2 separate regions of the Mus musculus genome follow, and region 2 is linked to region 1. The links are chromatin contacts, called in public Hi-C maps. All regions are on one chromosome and are shown on one strand. Each heading gives the region's core, a stretch centred on a gene start, on an enhancer-like site or on the middle of the called end of the contact. The rest is flanking DNA. Distances are from core to core; before and after follow the strand shown.

Region 1 (5,455 bases), core at 962-3,461:
CAATAACGAGAAGGCTCAAAAATAAATTAGATAAACATAAGGGAAATAAAAAAGAAGACATAAGCTTCTTTACAACTAATAAGATAAAATCCAAAATATTACTAAAAGTACACTAGGAAGGAACACAGAAACAAGTAGGAAAAGAAAAAGATTGCCCAGAATTGAAACAAAATGCATAAAAGTTTTAGAAAAGGTGTGAAGGGGAAAAAAACCTTAAATATAATAACCACCAATATTGCTAAACCTGCATAAAAGGGGAGAGCAGAAGCAATGGGAGAAGAGGAAACGAAAAGGATGAGGAGGTGAAGCCGGGTCCTTCTGTCTCAGCAGCGATCACGCAGACCATTTACCCTCTGGTGTTATGTGCTTCATTCTCACCTTGGGGTAAAAGCTGCACAGTTTGCTTTCATTCTACAGTAAAAGATTAAATCTTTATTAGCTCGGAATGTTTTAACTTATGTGGCCACCTAACACTACTGCATTTATGATATCAGTTGGTGCCACCAACTAGATTCCTTTTAAGCCCAACAGTGTATAAAAATATAAAACTCAGGCTGTTCGTGTCATAGATAATAAATAACGTTATGTCAGAGTCTCAGTTTGGTCAGCACCGCGGCAACTGTGGCTGATAAGTTTTACTTTGTAAGCAGCTTTCTAATATTCTCTTTCTGATCCTTGTTGAAGCAGGACCAGTTTCGTCCCCCATCTCCAACGGCAAAGACATTCATTCCTTGGCATGATGCTGGTCTTTCTTTTTCTGCTTCACCTAGTTATTTTCTACTTCTTCCCTAGTTTGTCATTTTTTTTGGGGGGGGGGGTCAGATGAAACCTCTTATTTTCTTTCACAGATTCGTTAAAGTTGCAATTAATTTTTGTGTATATGATTATGGCCGTATGGACATTTTGTACCCCCAATGCTTACAAGCGTTTGAGACATGGCAACTTCTAGGTGGTGTTACTGTGTGCTTGGCACTCTGCTAAGTGCTGCGGGCGTCTATCAACACATTTTCACTACAGCAACATGTATTCCATTCCCACTTTGCAGATGAGGAAATTAAGGCTTCAGAAAACCTAAATGACTTACCCAATACAAAGAAGAGACAGATAAAAGATGTGAACTCAGGGCAACACATTTATTTACATCACTAGCTTCCAGATCACTGAGCGTCTTTGTTCATGAGTGTGTACACAGCTTCCTTCCAAGTCACTGTTTATACATTACAGAATGGGTCAGAGTAGGAAGTAAGAAAGCAAATTAAGTCCTTGCACTGGGAGGAGAGCTGGGGAGCTAGGTCTGTTTCCATCTCTCCTTCAGTTTGATCTAGCAACTTACTTTCCTACAAAGTCTACAAAACAGGCAATTGGGCTGAAGCAGTCTAAGAGGGTATTGAGTTTAACTCCGTTTAATAGATGATGGTGTCAGTGGCTCATACAGCAACACAAACAGGGCCGAGGTTCAAACAACTCTGGGCTCCAAGTGCTGTTTTTCTCTGAGTCATGCTACTCCTCCCTGAACACATGTTTACTAAGGCGCCTCTGTATCAGACTTCAGCAGGAGTATGTTTTCCGTTCTGGACTGATTATTGGCACACAATTTGCAACCTTTAAAATGGCTTGTAGATTTAAGAGTTCAGGGAGGAAAACCTATTGTAAGCCTGGCGTCAGGCAGACAGATGTGACCCAAGTCAGCAGCTGGTCGCACAGTGGCGATCTGAAAAATCTATGGCGCCTTCTGACAAAAAGAGAGTGACACTCAGACAATCCGGGCACAACAGGCGGGGCACAGAGCAGCAGGGCCCAGTCTTGGGGAGAGGACACCTCTGGTTTTCCAGTTATCCCACTACGAGTGATCCGGGAAGCAACTTTTCTAAGATGCCCACGTTTCTACGGAGTGGTGCTTGGGCATCCAGCCAGTTCCTTGTTTCCTCCATCCCAGCCTTAACCTCCTTTCCGAGTGTCGACCTGCGGGGAGACAGATCTCCTAGGGTGACATCTGGCACCAAGAGGGGCAGTACTGGTTCTGAGTGTAGGGCGGCAGCCAGTGTCGACCGCACCAAGGCCGGCAGGGGTCATGCTCCTTTGGGATACTAGGGAAAGGCCACAGCTGAGGTACTGCCACGCTAGGCCTTGTGGGCAGGCCCCGACCAATCACTGTGGGGCATACACGAACTCCGGCCAATCAGCGCCCGTCTTATTCCCGAGTCCCGCCCGCTCTAGCTCAGGTTTCCCCGAACCCGGTCCCGGCGCCGACAGTCGCGGCTGTCGCTTTCCGTGCAGCCGTCCCCGGAGCTGACTCGGGCGTCCCGGCTCCTGGCTCCCTTCGTTGTCCCCGGTAGCTTTCACTAAGGATGAGTCCCTGCGCGGCCGCGCGCCTGCCCCGCGGAGACCGCCGGCGCACCTTCATCTAGCGACTGGTGAGGGCGACGGCGAAGGCGTCCTGCCAGCCCGGCAGGGGAGCGGGGCCCGGGGAGGGAACTCGCGGAGGGGGCGGCTGCCGAGCTTCGCGCCGCGTGGCACGGGCGGGTGGCCTGGCAGCGCAGCCCCGCCGCCCCTGCCAGCTAATGAATGGCCTTGTCCCGCCAAGTGCTACGTCGCCAAGCTGCCCGACACGCCCTCCAGCGACGATGCTTTTCTGGTTCCGAGGGTTGACTGGTGTCACCTCCCTTGGATCCCTTCCTAGAGGCTCCCATGTCCCCTAAACCCTTGGTGGAGTTTACAAAGTTTGAGTTCCCGCGGGCCTTGCTGAGTTTGCAGAAGCAGGTCTTGCTCTGAGCATTCGCTGCTGGGTGGAAGTGGACTGGGGTCTGTTCTGCAGAGACAGGATAGAGGGGCCTTTTGTTCGTAGCTATCAGGTTGCAAAGGCATTTTGGATCCGAGGGGAAATGGCCAACCCTGATTTAAGCCGTCTTTAACTCTGTTATCTAACACAGTCATAAAACATGAGTCGTGTTAGTCAGAGGGGATATTTTTCAAGGAGGAGAAGTTGAGTAGCACCTGTTTCCTTTATCTCGAAGTAGGTAACATTTGAAGTAGTTCCCCCCCCCCCCCCATAGTTAGTGTGGTTACCTCCATATGCAAATTACCAAACGTTTTGTGTGTGTGTGTGTGTGTGTGTGTGTGTGTGTGTGTTTTTCGTCATCAGTTCCTCACTTCTCAGTGGAGTTACTTTCATTTGTTTTTATTGATTTGGAGACCTGCTTCACCGTACCTGAGGACAGAACTATTTTCTAAAACGTGTTTTCTAAAAAAGTTTTTGCAAAACTTGAGTCACATCGCAGCTTTACAGTTTTTCAATTGGATATGTTAATCTTCGGTTTTTTTTTTTCTTTTTAGTAAATCTTGTTTGAAGGGCTTTCTGTGTGCCAATTTTTTTTTTCTGTGTGCCAATTTTTGTGTGATGATTTCATTACATTTTAAACGTTCAAGATGCTTGTGGATTATAAAATTCTAGACTGAATGAGTATGCCCAAACTTCTTTCTTTCTTTCTTCCTTTTTTTTTAAAAAATATTTATTTATTTATTTATTTATTTTACGCATATGAGTACACTGTAGCTGTACAGTTGGGAATTGAATTTTTAGGACCTCTGCTTGCTCTAGTCGGCTCTGCTCGCTCTGTTCAACTTCGCTCACTCAGTCCCTGACTGCTCCAGCCCAAAGATTTTATTTATTATTATACATAAGTACACTGCACCTGACTTCAGATGCACGAGAAGAGGGTGTCAGATCTCATTAAGGGTGGTTGTGAGCCACCATGTGGTTGCTGGGATTTGAATTCAGAAGAGCAGTCAGTGCTCTTACCAGCTGAGCCATCTCTCCAGCCCTTAATCTCACTTTTTACAAATGAAAATATTGAAGCTTTGAGAAAATTCAGAGGTTTGCTCAGGGTCCTTAGGGAAGCTACGTACTTGGGTCATGGTACTGAGCAGTAGCTGAGAGCTCACACCTGATCCGAAAGAGAGACAAACAGAGACTGAGACTGACCAGGCCTGGTTTGAGCATTTGAAACTTCAAAGCTCACCTCCAGTGACACACCTCATCTATCAAGGTCACAGCAACACACAGCCATACCTCCCAGTCTTTCCCAAACAGTTGAACTAACTGGGGGCCAAGCATTCAAGCATAGGAACCTTTGGAGTCCATTGTCATTCATACCACTGTAAACACGCATGCCCATCTGGAACTTTTTTTAAAAAATAATGTGATTTTAAAAAAGATTTATTTATTTAATGTATGTGAGTACACTATCTGTCTTCAGACACAAGAAGAGGGCATCAGATCCCATTACAGATGGTTGTGAGCCACCATGTGGTTGCTGGGAATTGAACTCAGGAACTCTGAAAGACCAGTCAGTGTTCTTAACCACTGAGCCATCTCTCCAGCTAGCCCATCTGAAATTCTACCTGGGCTTTGAAATATATATATATTTCAAATATATTTCAAATATATATATTTCAAATATATATATATATATTGTTTGTTTGAAAATTGCATGTACTGTGTTTCATTAAACCCACTCCACATTTCTTCCCCTCTAATTTCTTTCCTGTCCTTTCTACCAGTATTTCCTCCTACTTTAAATGTGTTCTCTTTTTTTAAAAAAACACTTAGACCATTTAATGTGACCAATGTGTACTTGGGTGTAGGGCTATCTGCTGGATTGTGGGTAGCCTCTCAAAAGCCACACCCCTGATGAAAACTAACTTTCTCCCATTAACCATCAATTGTCAGTAGTTTTTCTGCTAGGGAAGTGACTTCCTGACCACCTCCCTGTCTGTCCTATGCTAGGATTTTGTCTGGCTTTATCTTATTCAGATCTTATGCATGCAATCAGAGTGGCTGTGAATTCATATGCCCAAGCACCCTGCTGTGTTAAGAAGAACACTGTTTTGCTGTAGACTACCTTTGGCTCTTAAATTATTTTATCTCTTCTTTCACACTAATCTCTGGAACCTGGGAAGGATAGGGTATGATACAGATGCCCTGTTTTTTTTTTTTTTTTTTTTTAATAGTTTTTTTTTTTAAGATTTATTCATTTATTTATTTATTTATTATATGTAAGTACACTGTAGCTGTCTTCAGATGCACCAGAAGAGGGCATCAGACCTCATTACAGATGGTTGTGAGCCACCATGTGGTTGCTGGGATTTGAACTTCGGACCTTCGGAAGAGCAGTCGGGTGCTCTTACCCACTGAGCCATCTCACCAGCCCAGATGCCCTGTTTAGTGGTGGGTTCTCCACAGTATCTTATTCTGCATGCTGACAAGTCGTGGGTCTCTGTGTTAATCACCATCCAATGTCTAGGGCTGAGAGATGCACTTATCTATGGAAATTATCAAATCCTTAGAAATCAGTTAAATGCTGTGCGCATTTAACAGAATAATAGTAGATTCTCAGATAGGGCCTGTGACCTTCCCAACCATGGGCTCTTGGTCCTCATAGTGGTGCTAGATGTG
Region 2 (5,455 bases), core at 1,976-4,475, 4.4 Mb before region 1:
CTCTCTTTCTCTCCCCACTTGGTGATTTCCCTGGCTTCAGTCCTTGGGGCCAATCAACCTGCATTTAATATAATCTAAAAACAAAAACCAAACAACAAAAAACAAATACAAAAACAAAAACAGTAGCTTCATTTCTACTGGTGACAAAGTCATAGGTTTGCTAATTAGCATTGCCTGCCATCTTTATTTTCTTGTTTTAAAGTAATAGTATTCGTTTTATTAATAGTCTATTACATTTACTTGTTGTATATGTGTGTGTGTGTGTGTGTGTGTGTGTGTGTGTGTGTGTGTGTGTGTGAATAAGAGTCACTGTTTCCTTCTACCATATGGAACCTGAGACTAGAGCTCTGGTCAAAAGGCTTGGTGGCAAGACTTTACCCTCTGGACTGTCTCGCTAGCCCTATCTTTGTTTGTTTGTTTATAATTTTGTGTATAAGTGTTTGCCCTCAAGTGTATTTGTGTACCACATGTGTTCCTAGTGCCATGGAGGCCAGAAGAGGACATTAGATCCCCTGATACAGGAGTTACAGGCAGTTGTAGCAGCCAGGTGGGTTCTGGGGATTGAACCCAGGTCCTCTACAAGAGCAAGTAGCTCTTTTAACTGCTGAGTCATCTCTTCAGCCCCACTATCTTCATTATAAAGGAAACACTAAATTTTAGCTTGAGTATGGAGAAAACAATTGTGCTCATGGGCTTCTAGATTAAGCTCTTCTGATCTAATTTTAAAATGGCACAACAAATAATGACTCTTGTCTTGCAGTCCTGAAGGCTTGAGTTTCAGAAGGTGAGAGGAGAGAACCAACTCCACATAGCCTCCCTCTGCCTCACATGGGGGCTGGGGCACTTGTGCAGATACACACAGCATGCACACAGAATATGTTTAAAAAGAGGGAGGGGCGTGCACAGCTGGAACTGGAGTTTCCCTGAGGTGCCCTGTGAGTGATGGGAATTGAACCCAGGCCCTGAACTAGTGCTCTTGATTAGCCATCTCTTCAGTCCTCATAATGAAATCTTTTTTTAAAAGATTTATTTATTATTTATTTTTATATGTAAGTACACTGTAGCTGTCTCCAGACACACCAGGAGAAGGCGTCAGATGTCATTAAGGATGGTAGTGAGCCACCATGTGGTTGCTGAGATTTGAATTCCGGACCTTTGGAAGAGCAGTCAGTGCTCTTAACCACTGAGCCATCTCTCCAGCCCATAATGAAATCTTTCTAAACGACCATAAACATATTTTTGTTGAGCTGACTCCACGGATAAAAGGACCAGTTGCTAAGGTTAATGGCCTCAGTTCTATACCCAGAACCCAGATGATAGGAGTGAACTGACTCTTGCAAGTTGTCTTCTGACCTCCAACAGCTGCATAACACACAATAAATAAATTTTAAAATTTGTTATTAAGGTATAATGTAGATATGGTAAAGATTATTAATTTATGTGTATGTTTGGACATGCCCCAAAATTCACGTAATCATAAAAGATCTAAAAACCAAGATTCCTTAGTGCCCTTTTTTTTTTCTTCTTGTACTTAACAGGACTTTATTGGTTCAACAATGAACAGCAAAGGAAACATTAACTATCACTCTGGGGGCGACATCATGGAGACATCAAAGTTACCCGTGGAAAAGTACCTCTTTCATATTTATCTCCCTCTACCCACCCTGGACATCCAATTGAACGCTGTCCTGATTTTTTCTTTTTTTTCTTTTTGGTTTTTCGAGACAGGGTTTCTCTGTGTAGTCCTGGCTGTCCTGGAACTCACTCTGTAGACCAGGCTGGCCTCAAACTCAGAAATCTGCCTGCCTCTCAAGTGATGGGATTAAAGGCATGTGCCACCACTGCCTGGCTGCTGTCCTGATTTTGAATCAATGATGAAAATGTTCACTCTTATACCTAGCTTCTTCTGCACAACATACTTCTGTTGATTTAAAATCAGAGAGTGGAAATAACATGTGTGGCAAGGATGTGGGAAAACAGGTATCCTCAACTTGCTGGTTGAAATGTAACCTGAGAAAACTTTTCACAAAGTAGTTTAAAGTACATCAGAACCAGGTTTGGTGGTGCATACCTCTAAATCCAGCACTTGGGAGGCAGAGGCAGGTAAATGTTTGAGTTTTGGCTAGCCTGGTCTACAGAGCTAGTTCCAGGACAGCCAGGGCTACACAGAGAAACTTGGTCTCAAAAAAAAAAAAAAAAAAAAAAATAACTGAAAAAAAAATAGAGACAGAGTTTCAGGAGCTAGACACTGTGAGTTCATGGTCCTCTCAGTCTATATAGCCAGTTCCAGGCAAGCCAGGGTTAAATATATTTAGTAAGACTCTGTTGAAAAGAGAAAAGGCTTTGACATAAAGGTTTGCCTAGGATAATTAGGTAGCTACAAAGTGTGGAAGGGCTTCAAATATCAGGGTGACTGTTTTCTGACTTATCTCCCTAATTAACAGCTCTGATCCTTTGTGTGCAATTCATGTAATTTAGTGGGTACAGGGGTACAGTGTTATTTCACAGCAGAGTACATTAAGGAGTTTTTGAACATAGGAACAATGTGAAGAGAGGTTTTGTTGTTGTTGTGGGTTGGGTTTTTTTTTTTTTGAGTATACATCCAATACTACCCCAAAGAAATAAGATGGCAAAAGATGGTACAAAGGGGTTAAGTATGGAACCTTGACTTTGACAGCAATCCAGGTTTGCCCCCTTTAGTGAGACTAAGTACTTCAAGAGTCAGAAGCTGCAATCTACAAATAGTCATGGGAACCGGACCCCCACCCCCTCCCAACCCCCAACTCCCTCAAACAGGGCATGGCTTTCTAGACACCGAAGCTTCTGGAGAGGATCACCTTCTCACTCGCATCTAGCTTCATTTCTGGCTTCCAGCGCTCTCCTAGGCCAAGTCCTGGTGATGCCGTGGAACTCAGGCTGCAGAGACAGTCCTGTCCTCAGGCCACTTCAACACCCCACCACATTTACCTGGCTTCATTTCCTATCTAAGCATCTGCCCCCCTTGAGTTTTTCCCATCCTTTCGTCACTAGCTAGTGATTTACTTATTCCTTCCTCTTTGTCACCTACAGAAAATAAAAATCTGGGTTTTAACAAGCCTCTGGGGTCTGGATACTTAGAGGGCTGGGGTTGGGGACAGGGGCGGTGGTGGATCGCGGGCGTGGGGGGGGGGCAATTGTCTCCCACTCCCCTCCCCCACCCTGCTGGCGTCATCCGAGGTCGAACTACCAATCCCGGCATGCCTCTGGGCGGCACGGGCGCAGGCTTGTGTGCGTAGCGGTTAGCCGTTGGCTGAGGCGGCGGCTGCGCGGGTCGCGGTGCTGTGAGGTCAGGCGGCGCTGGCAAATCGCGCCCAGGATGTAGAGCTGGCTGTGGCCGACGGCGCGTCTGACGCTGAGTTGGGTGGGGTAGAGAGTAGGGGGCGGTAGTCGGGGGTGGTGGGAGAAGGAGGAGGCGGCGAATCACTTATAAATGGCGCCCAAGCAGGACCCTAAGCCGAAATTCCAGGAGGGTGAGTGTGCCGCTTTGGGGAGAGGCATCTAACGGTGCACGGGAGAGAGGCTGACTCAGGGCGCTGGAGGTTTGGGGGTCGGGGTCGGCGGGGCTTGCGGCCGGGGGAAACCGTGCAGGCCTTGCTTTGTAAGGGGGAAAGGCGCACTGCGGAGGGTAATCTCAGTGCGTCATCCGCGACAGTGCTCGGTGGCGCGAAAGCGAGCCCCCGGCCACGGCCAGGGCCGAGGGCATCTCCGTGCGTGTGGCAGAGCCTCGGCGCTTGTTTGTTTGTTTTTCCGAGAGCGGAGAAAGTCTATTGAAGGGAGGTGCCCGGCGGGCGGGTGAGCGATGGCGACGGCGACGGTTGGGAGGTGATGTGGCGTGGGGGAGGGGAGCAGCGGCAGCGCATCCTCCCCGCTTAGCTCTCGGCCGCGGGCCGCGCGGGCGACTGTGGGCCGAAGGTTCGAGGCTGTTGGACAAACGAGCGGCTCTGTCTCGGCGTTGTGTGGAGTTCTGCTGTTGGGAGGACAGGGGATGGGGGGTGGGCTGTGCGCCCCGCGGCGGGAGAACTGCGTTGTAAGATGGCCGCGGCAAGATGGCCGCGCCATCATGGCTGCCGGCGTCTCGCAGCTTACACGCAGCTTCGGGCCAGATGCAGCGCCCCCTGGCACGGCGATCACGCGCAGACCAGTTCCTCCTCTTGCCTCTGAGTGATGGGTGGGGACAGAAAAAAAAATAAAACTGGAGCCGCCCGAGCGAGTTCCTAGGCTTGCTGTTGCCTGAGGGCATCGTTTTGCTGTTTTTGGAGCTGTGCGCCAGGGCCCTTTAAGTACTCTGTGCTCTGCCGAGCGGTTCTCGTGGAAACAGTTTTTAGTTCCTCCTTAGGGCGTTTCCATCTTGAGATGCATGGCCTCTTTGTCATTTTTAAATACAGTAGTTGCTTGACTGGTTGTAGTAGTATTCGATTTTAATGGCGATTTGAAAGCTAACGCTTATTAGTTGGCTTTGACTGAGAACGTTGCTGATGAACGGTTACTGCTAATGGAAAGCAGTTACTCGGTTCTCACAACTCATCTGTCGAGGTGATTTACTGATATACTAAAGGAAATAAAACTATAAGCATAAAAAGGAACACTTTAAACTTGTTACTGCCAGATACGGCCGTCTGTGTTTATCATCATACATGCTGGGTCCAGGCGCTTGCGTAACTCCTGTTCTAGGATGTTTAACCAGTAAAGTGCCAGACTTTTAAAAGTCTCAAGTTCCAAATCGAAACGTTTTAATTAATCGATGTACAAGGACAGGCGGATCTCTGAGTTTGAGGCCATTCTGGTCTACTTAGAGCTTTTCAGGACATCCAGAACTATACAGAGAAACTCTTGTGTGTGTATGGGGAACGGGGTGTTGCTCTATACCCAGTGGAGGTTCAGGGAGTGTGGAGACCTGCGCAGGTGGATGGATCTCTGTTAGCTCATTGTCCAGTCAGCCCATGGGTGAGCTACAGCTAAAGTAATCGACCATCTCAAAAACTAGTGTGAAGAGTTAGCTACTATGGAAGACACTGAGCTGGCTGGTCCTCACTTGTAGATAGTGTAAGATGGTGTACACTGTAGTTTTGCCAACTCTGCGAAACAGTTGGTTTCCTTTGTAATTTGATGTTTTATGTAGCAGAGCATGCCAAGAGGCCCATAGATTTCTGATTGTCAGAGCACAAAAGCTTAAATCCTTGGTTGATGTTAGAAACTAGAAATCAAGAATGGTTGATAATAACCCAGAGAACATCTAGAAAGGAAACAGTGTTGATGGGATTATTTTGAAATCTTGGTAGAATTTTGATAGTGAAAGGTGGTAACTTTCCATTTTGTTGATGTTTGTGTTGCATTATTTTATGTGTGTGAGTATCCTCAGAAGCCAGAAGGCGGCATTGGATTTCCAGGAACTGGGCCTGCTGGGAATAGAAATGCT

What was found. A called contact is a pair of places that touch in the nucleus more often than the background predicts.
Region 2: a Hi-C map of regulatory T cells shows a contact between it and region 1, with 7 times the contacts expected there. The contact joins the promoter of Morf4l1 here to the promoter of Ibtk in region 1. A contact is called at or near these places in 1 of 39 promoter capture datasets (pre-B cells) and 1 of 484 Hi-C or Micro-C datasets (regulatory T cells).

The regions. Positions count from the first base shown.
Region 1 is chr9:85,746,090-85,751,544 of GRCm38.p6, reverse strand. It overlaps Ibtk (inhibitor of Bruton agammaglobulinemia tyrosine kinase), which reads left to right and starts at 2,211. Exons shown (of 29, transcript NM_001081282.2): 1 at 2,211-2,414.
Region 2 is chr9:90,112,590-90,118,044 of GRCm38.p6, reverse strand. It overlaps Morf4l1 (mortality factor 4 like 1), which reads left to right and starts at 3,225. Exons shown (of 12, transcript NM_024431.3): 1 at 3,225-3,509. The coding sequence starts at 3,470.